Linked DNA regions of Mus musculus: region 2 is linked to region 1. A link is a contact called in public Hi-C data. All regions are on one chromosome and are shown on one strand. Each heading gives the region's core, a stretch centred on a gene start, on an enhancer-like site or on the middle of the called end of the contact. The rest is flanking DNA. Distances are from core to core; before and after follow the strand shown.

Evidence for each region. Hi-C and Micro-C count contacts between places; a contact is called where the count stands out from the background.
Region 2: a contact with region 1 is called in a Hi-C map of cortical neurons, with 1.6 times the contacts expected there. The contact joins the enhancer-like site here to the promoter of Slc39a3 in region 1. A contact is called at or near these places in 3 of 39 promoter capture datasets (the HPC-7 cell line, embryonic stem cells and liver), 5 of 484 Hi-C or Micro-C datasets (the HPC-7 cell line, the N1E-115 cell line, cortical neurons and 2 more), 2 of 115 datasets of contacts at active chromatin or transcription factors (effector CD8 T cells and embryonic forebrain) and 3 of 9 other capture datasets (adipose tissue, liver and pancreatic islet).

The regions. Positions count from the first base shown.
Region 1 is chr10:81,035,085-81,039,024 of GRCm38.p6, forward strand. Slc39a3 (solute carrier family 39 (zinc transporter), member 3) reads right to left here and starts at 2,231. Exons shown (of 4, transcript NM_001358898.2): 1 at 2,120-2,231.
Region 2 is chr10:80,937,858-80,941,797 of GRCm38.p6, forward strand. No RefSeq gene overlaps it. Among named protein-coding and RNA genes, the nearest start is that of Gadd45b, 9.7 kb to the left of the region's middle. Within about 2 kb of position 1,989, at least 286 of the 459 cell types and tissues checked have an H3K27ac peak or open chromatin away from gene starts, as enhancers often do. A contact at or near this core is called in the HPC-7 cell line, the N1E-115 cell line, adipose tissue and 6 more, where this site is marked.

The DNA.
Region 1 (3,940 bases), core at 981-3,480:
GTCAGCGGCATCCTGTCCCTGCCCTAGCCCTGTCCCTTCTACTGCACCAAAGGGACTGTATATATCTGGGTTGTCCTGGAACTTTGGAGGTGGAGAAAGGGGACCACAGGGACATGCTGTCCAGCCACTCTGGCCCAGTCAACAGCTCTAGGCTCTCAATGCTGAAAGTACTGGGTGCCTTTCCAGAGGACCTGGATTTGGTTCCCAGCACCCACATGGTGGACCACAACCCACCTGTAGATCCAGCTCCTGGGGACCCAATGCCCCTCCTGGTCTCTGCAGGCACCAGGCACATAAGGGGTACATGTGGGGAACTGAAGGCTGGTCTCCAGTCAAACTGAGGTCTGAACCCCGATGGTTATAATTCACCTAAATGACACGGTAGGTGTTCCCTCATGCTCCTGGAACTCCGGCCCCTGACTAAGGTACCACCTCCCACAGCCCCCTCAAGAGAAGCATGGTCAGTAGTCATGTAAGCAATGGCCCAAGCTTCTGACCTTCAGGCTAAACTCCTCCCCAGTTACCTAGCAACAGGGAAGACCATAAATCTCTCTCTCTCTCCCTCTCCCTCTCCCTTTCTCGCTCTCTCTCTCTCTCTCTCTCCCTCTCTCTCTCTCTCTCTCTCTCCCTTTCTCTCTCTCTCTCCCCTGCATTTCTATAATAAAGCTCTTAAATGAGTCAGGCATGCTCACCCTGGGCCCTGTGGAAAAGCGTCCGGCAGCTCTGCCTGCATCTGCCTGCCCAGAGCACAGGAACCCTAGCAGGACGTTAGACCCCTTTTCCTCCCCCACTTTTCCCCAGGGCCCCCAGGGTCCCCCTTTATTTTGTTCCCAACAGGTGCACAGCCATGAAAAGAAGCAAAACACACATATATGTAAAATGTTAAATTATGGGAGCGATCAAGGAAGACACTGATATGGAAGTTTAGGCTCCTCACGTGTGCACATACACGGTCTGAAGGGATGTGACTATCATCTTAGTACACAGGAGGGTGAGGCGGGACAACGGCTACACATTTGAGACCAGCCTGGACAGTGAGGAAGACCCTACTTCAGAATAAAGTAATACAACAAAATTTAAAAAGAAAATACAGCCGGGCAGTGGTGGCGCACGCCTTTAGTCCCAGCACTTGGGAGGCAGAGGCAGGCAGATTACTGAGTTCGAGGCCAGCCTGGTCTACAAAGTGAGTTCCAGGACAGCCAGGTTTACAAAGAGAAACCCTGACTTGGAAAGAAATATAAATAAAGAAATGAAATAATAAGATAAGATAGTAGCAGCAGAGACACTCTCAGCAGTTGAGAGCACTGGCTGTTTTTGCAGATGACCAAGGTTCCATTCTAGCCTAGAAAGATCTATCTATTCCCCTCTTCTGGCCGCTTTGGGCACTGCACACATGTGCATAAACACAGACACATAAAATAAATTTGAAAAGTAAATTTTGTCGAAAAAAAAAAGAAGGAAAGTAAATTTTAAAAATGAAAATAGGCCGGGCAGTGGTGGCGCACGCCTTTAATCCCAGCACTTGGGAGGCAGAGGCAGGCGGATTTCTGAGTTCGAGGCCAGCCTGGTCTACAAAGTGAGTTCCAGGACAGCCAGGGCTATACAGAGAAACCCTGTCTCAAAAAACAAAAAAAACAAAAACAAAAACAAAAACAAAAAAAAAAATGAAAATAAAATACGAAAGAAAATTAGGATGAAATAAATAAGGTTAAAATTAAGTTAAACTTTAAAATTAAAATATTCTAGAGGAATATTATAAAGGACATAATTACTATAATTTTTTAAAAAATTAACAACAAAAATAACTCCCTTAAAGTCCTTCCCTCCACTGCTGTGAACACAAGGCAAAGTGCATACAACAGGCGCCCAATTGATGCTAGAAGACAGGGTCAGGTAGGGATACCTCGGGTGCTCTCAAAATCGGGCCAGTCGGGGCAGGGCTGGCGGGCGACAAGCTCAGTCTTTCCTTAATCACTTATTGTGCGCCTACTGTGTGCTCCACTCAGCCTCACACTGAAGCAAAGACTCTGTGAACAGGCAGGCACGGTCGGCCAGGGCCCTCGGCTCCGCCCTGCCCCAAGCCCGCCACGCCCAGGCCACGCCCTGACCCCTCTTGTACCTCTGACAGCTCCTCAGGCCTCCAGCCAGTGCCACCTGCCGCCAACTGCCCCGCGGTCCGGACCCCGCCGCAGCGGACCAGCCGAGACCCCCGGGGCTGCGAGCTGCTACCTACGCCCCGCCCACATCAGCGTCTATTGGACACTGTCAGTGCCACTCGACAGAACTCATAGTCCATTGGTCGATGCTGCTGCCAATCCTTCTGCAACGCCTACTGGCTCCGGAAAGCAGTTTTCTCCTTTCTAAACATGAGTGCAGCTACCAAATGATTCCGATAGAAAACACTACTTGGCAACATAGTTCCGGAAGTAGGGCCTCCATCCCGGAGCTGTCCAGGGTCGCGTGGTACTGAATGAGTGTGGCTGGAGGCTTGGCAGGAAGCGATTTCCTACAGCGAATGGAACATTCTTGAAGTCTTTCCTCGCGGCTTAAGAAGATACAGGCGTCCACCAAATATCTATTGATAGCCAGAATAAATTCAAGCTCAAGAGGTCTACTGTGCCCCTCAATCACTACAGTTACTAACAATGTAATCATTCTACCCATACCTGCAGCCTAGGAAATGTCTCCTGAAGTGACATGGCACCTGAGTAGAGCCTACAGATACTACACAGTATGCCTTATTTTTACATTCATTTGTTTGAGCTACGGTCTTGCTGAGCAGCCCAGGCTGGGTGGCATGCAGAAAGCTCAGAATCCTCCTGCATCAGCTTCCCGAGCGCTTGGATTGTAGGTGTGAGTCACCATACCTGGCCTCCTGCTATATCTAGAGCACCTCACACAATATGTATGCTGTGTAAACCGTGCTTTTACTGTGCTAGACAACAAAGATGACAAAGACGCTTCATTCACTGCAGATCAAAGCTTTACAGAACACTATAGTTTTACACATGGTGATGTATGTCTGTCATCCCAGCACACTCTGGAGGCTGAGGCAGAAGATCCATGTACTCTGTCTTCCAAGACTGGCCTACAGAATGAGACACTGTATCAAAAGAGCCATGCACAGCACACTAACACATGAGCCTACCCTGATGTATGTGACATGAGCTTCTCGTATTTTCACTTATTTATTTGGTTTTTGAGACAGGGTTTCTGGCTGACCTAGAAGTCACTCTGTAGACCAGGCTAGCCTCAAACTCAGAGATATGCCTGCCTCTGCCTCCCAGAGTGCTCAGAATAAAAAATATGCGCCACCATTGTCCATCTAAATAAGTAAATAACTTATTTTTTTAAAGATTTATTTGGTTTGATTTTATGTGTATGAATGCTTTGCCTGCATGTCTAAGTGCCATGTGTGTCTCTGGTGCCCAAAGAGGTCAGAGGAAAGTGTTGCATGACCTTGGGTCAGAGTCACAGGTGGTCCTGAGCTACAATGTGTGAAACAAACCTGCATTCTCTGTGAGAGCAGCCAGTCAGTCTTCTTAACTGATGAGCTGTGTTCAGTCCTCCTTTCTAATTGTTAAATAGTATTCTATTGTTTGGATTAACTAACTATAGATCTGCTTGAATTTTGTTGGAGAGTTGGGGTGTTTCCAGATAAAAGTCATTTCTTTTGTTTTGTTTTGTTTTTCAAGACAGGGTTCTCAGGACAGCCTTGGCTGTCCTGGAACTCACTCTGGAGACCAGGCTGGCCTCCAACTCATTAATCCGCCTGCCTCTGCCTCCCAAGTGCTGGGATTAAAGATGTGCACCACCAAGCCCAGCAAAGGTCATTTCTAAACCAGCAGATTTGAAGCCATTGTGTGAAGAACAGTGACGCCTGGGGACTTTCTCCTTCCTGGCTAACAGACAGTACAGATGGGCGTCCAGTGTATACTCA
Region 2 (3,940 bases), core at 739-3,238, 97 kb before region 1:
TCCTTGGCTTCCCTGAAACTGGGCACAGCAGCTGGGAGAGGTTTCCGGGGCCTGCCCAGCCCCACCTGGCCTGGGGCACTCTCGGGGATGGGCGGGGCTGGCAGGCAGGCATCCAAGAGGCACCAGCTCAGCCTGAGCAGGTCTGCACAAGAGATACCGAGGTTGGAGCTGAGCGTGTACACTTGAGGGGTCTGCTAGGGTGGGGTCGCTGCGCTCTGCACCGTAGTACTGATGCTCTCCCATGCATGCCTCTAACAGCTGTCCCCAGGGTACTGCATGCTACCCAGGCACAGACATTTGTGTCCTTGGGAGAAACTTGCAGATACCCAACTCTGGATGGCTTATTAACACTCAGTAAATATTTGTTTAATGAACCGCTGCAAAAATACACAGACATTTCAGTTTGTAAATGTGCAGTAATTATGGACCAGGCACTTGTACATCACAAACAAGAAAAAGGACAGTCTGAGCACGTAAGCACCTACCTACACTATCTCTCACTGGCAGAAACTAGAACCGGGTTAACGAATCAGGACCTTCCCTGCTCAATCCTGCTTCTCTTCCTGGGTGCCCCTTCCCTCTTCCTTGGTCTCCTCTTCCCAAGGCCGCCAGGCACCCAGGCCTGGTATGGAAGGACATTTAGAGTGTGGTAAGCCCCACATTCCCTGCAAGTATTTTCATGATTTAGATTTCCTTTGCTTGCAGAACATTCCAAAAAACTTCAAAACAATGGACATGAGTGGGGCTCAGAACTGGGGAGGGGCAGTGTCCTGGGGAACTGACATCTAGGTACCCTCAGAAGCCTCCTCTCCTTCCACAGTGGAGACACTAAGGCCCAGAGAAGGGAGGACATCTCTGTCCCAACTTCTGGGAACCCTGCTGGGATGTAGGCAGTGAGGACTTGAGGGCAGATGTGGAAGGGGGTGAGGAGCTGCAATCCAGAGAGTGGGGATTGAAGGAGGGTTGGCTCTGTGCAGTCCATCCTTACAGATAAAAGAATACCTTTTCTTTCTTTCTTCCTTTACCTTAAAATTGTTTTAAATTTCCTTTCTTTTGGGAAACATGCACAGTGCCACACACAGCATGCTTGTGGGCGACAGAGAACTAACGTGTGGTGCAGGAGGCTGTTCTGGCTCTCTCTGCCATCAATCAGCAGCATGCTCCATGCATCTGTCTGCCAGGGACACACACACAGTGGACAGGAGCGCAGATCACTCACTCAGCCATCCCCCACCGTCCAGGACCCACATAGAAACCCAAGTGACCACACCAAGGCCATCCCAGACCCCACCCAGGCTCTCTTCTCCCCAACAGCCCCTGGAACTGACCCTGAAGGGCTAGGGAGACCCAGACAGGCTGCAGACACACTAGGATGTGTTCATCTTTCCAGCCAGCCTGTCTCACCCTGTCGGTAATTAGATCCCAGACTGGTGGGGAGACAGGACAGCCCAGCCCGCCAGTCACCACTGCGGCCCCGCCCATAGCCCGCCACAGTCCGCCCACAGCCCACCAGTCATCACGGCGGCCCCGTGCCCACAGGACTGAGGCACCTGCAGGGTGTGTGTGCGAGGCGTGTGTGTGTGTGTGTGTGTGTGTGTGTGTGTGTGTGTGTGTGTCCAGTCAGGAAAGAGGATACTTTGGGGCCCCAGGCTGGCCTCAAACTCACTGTATAGCCTAGGATGACCTTGAACTCCTAACCCTCCCGCCTTCATTATCCTTGTGCTGGGGTGACAGGCACGCACCAGGCTCAGTATATGTAGTGACACTACCAAAGGCACTCAGGGATTAGTATCCACTGAACTGCAGCCCGAGATTCAGGTCCCTCAGTCCGCGCACAGCCTGCGGGTGCACAGACCCTGATCTCACACATGCATATCAAGCTGGATCATCCCCCGCATGCCATGAAGTCACAGTTGCTTGCACGCACTCAGGGCATGCAGGCAGGCACTCCGGGAGCAGCACACTGGATTTGCCATTTGTAGAGGACGAGGCCACGCCCAGGCTGGCGGCCACGCCCACTGCTCCTGGAGCCGGAAGACCTGTGTGGGCGTCACGGGTTTCCACCCGCGCCGGGATTCCCTGGCCGAGATCACCCGTGACGGTGGCGCCGTCCTGCGTGGGCTACGCTGGAGCCGAGCTCCAATGACATCAGCCTTACGTTTGATTCTGCGCAGGCCGAGCACATGGAAAAAAGAAATAAAATGTGTCCGTGGGCTTTCCTTTGTGTTTTTTGCGTATGCACTTGTAGAAAGTGCTTTTAACTATGCGACCCTCATTTCACGCATGGAGAAACTGAAGCTGGGTCCTGCCTACCTTACCAGCTCATGGTTGGAAATATATTCATCCCTAGCCCGTAAAACTGGGTCCAGCGCCTCCATGGAATAACTAGCCCTGAGTTCTCTCCCCAGCACAGCTTAAACCTGAAGGCATAGTGATACAGGTCGCACTGCAACTGCTCAGGAGGCTGAAGCAGGATTGCTGTGAGCTTGAAGCCACGTAGGCTACATACAAACCCTCCGCTCCAAAACACAACAAACAAACAAACAAACAAACAAACAAACAACACCCCACCCCCACCAAGTACTGAGATTGTAGTTCAGAGCATGCCACCAGGCTTCCTTCTGAGGGCTTGGGAGAGGCAGGAGGGTCAGGAGTTCAAGGTCATCCTCCCTGCATAGTGAGTCAGAGTTTAGTCTGTTTCCAAAAGACCACAGCAAAGCTCTGTGCAGGGCAGCCCCCTCTCCTACGGTCACACTCAGTCTCTAGGGCACAAGTTGGCTCAGAAAAGTTCTTTGGGTAGCATAGCTACACACAGCACAACAGGCACCAAACCTGTAGCCAAGTGCTCCCTGCTCGGCATCCCTGCCCTCTGCTGTGGCCTGAGGCCATGCCCACATGGGAGCCAGCACACCCGGCTGGCCTGCTCGGCTGGGGTGTGCCCACTGGCTCCCGCTGACTCCACAGCAGACAACACTCTAAATATAGCCTGGGAGGCGGTGAGAGCTATTTTTAGCCTGGATGGCTTGGGTCCTCCCAGTTCCCAGGTCAGCAATCTTGAGGCCAGCCAGGACCTGGGGGAAAGGGAGGAGGGTTGCTTCATTTGCTGAGGTCCCTACCCTCTGTGCAGCCTAGATGACAGGTGGACCTGGGGAGGAAGGCTATATAGGACAAGAGGAAGGAGAGGGGGAGGGAGAATCTTAGTGAAGGTGCCTCTCTCAGACCCTCTGCTCTCTCCAGCCTGCCTGGCCTTCTCCTGGGCCAAACTGGCTGCTTTCTATTTGGAGACACATCGTACTTTCCGTGGTTATATTTAGCTGCTTTGGGGATCCCTCCACCCAGCCTGGCTAGCCTGTTCTTCCTCCCCCCCCCTTCTCCTCCCTCTTCTCCCCCTCCTCTTCTTCTTCCTGGCTGGCAGGCCCAGGGCTTGTCTCACCCATCACAGAGTGGGCATTGCCCCTCTAACCCTCTGACCTGCCAAGAGCCTTAGTGTAGGGACATTCCCCTGGTCTCTGATGGGGGAATGGCATGTCTAGGATCTCAGTGAGCAAGGCCTTCCGACCTCCAGGAATCTGTGACACCCCACAACTAACATCTGCCTCCAGGTCAGGGCAGGCTTCTCTGGCTGTAACCTTTCACCTCATTTTGGGGTTGTTAAGAATGCCTAATAACTCCTTTGGCTGGGGGAGGGTACCTTGTCCCCACGGGTGGGCTACAGGGTAAGGGCAAACTGAGGCATAGAAGATTCTTGGGGTAGAGGGAACATGATCTTATTTCTGTTCATACTACATCTAAGTGATGGGCCACCTAGGGACAGTTTCTTTACCTCTCTGGGCTTCCTTTCAGGATATGACCTGGGAATCACAATGGCAAACAGGATTTGTGAACAAATGTGTTAGAGAACTTAGAATGAGATTCACCCAGAGGACTGAGCCAGGATCTT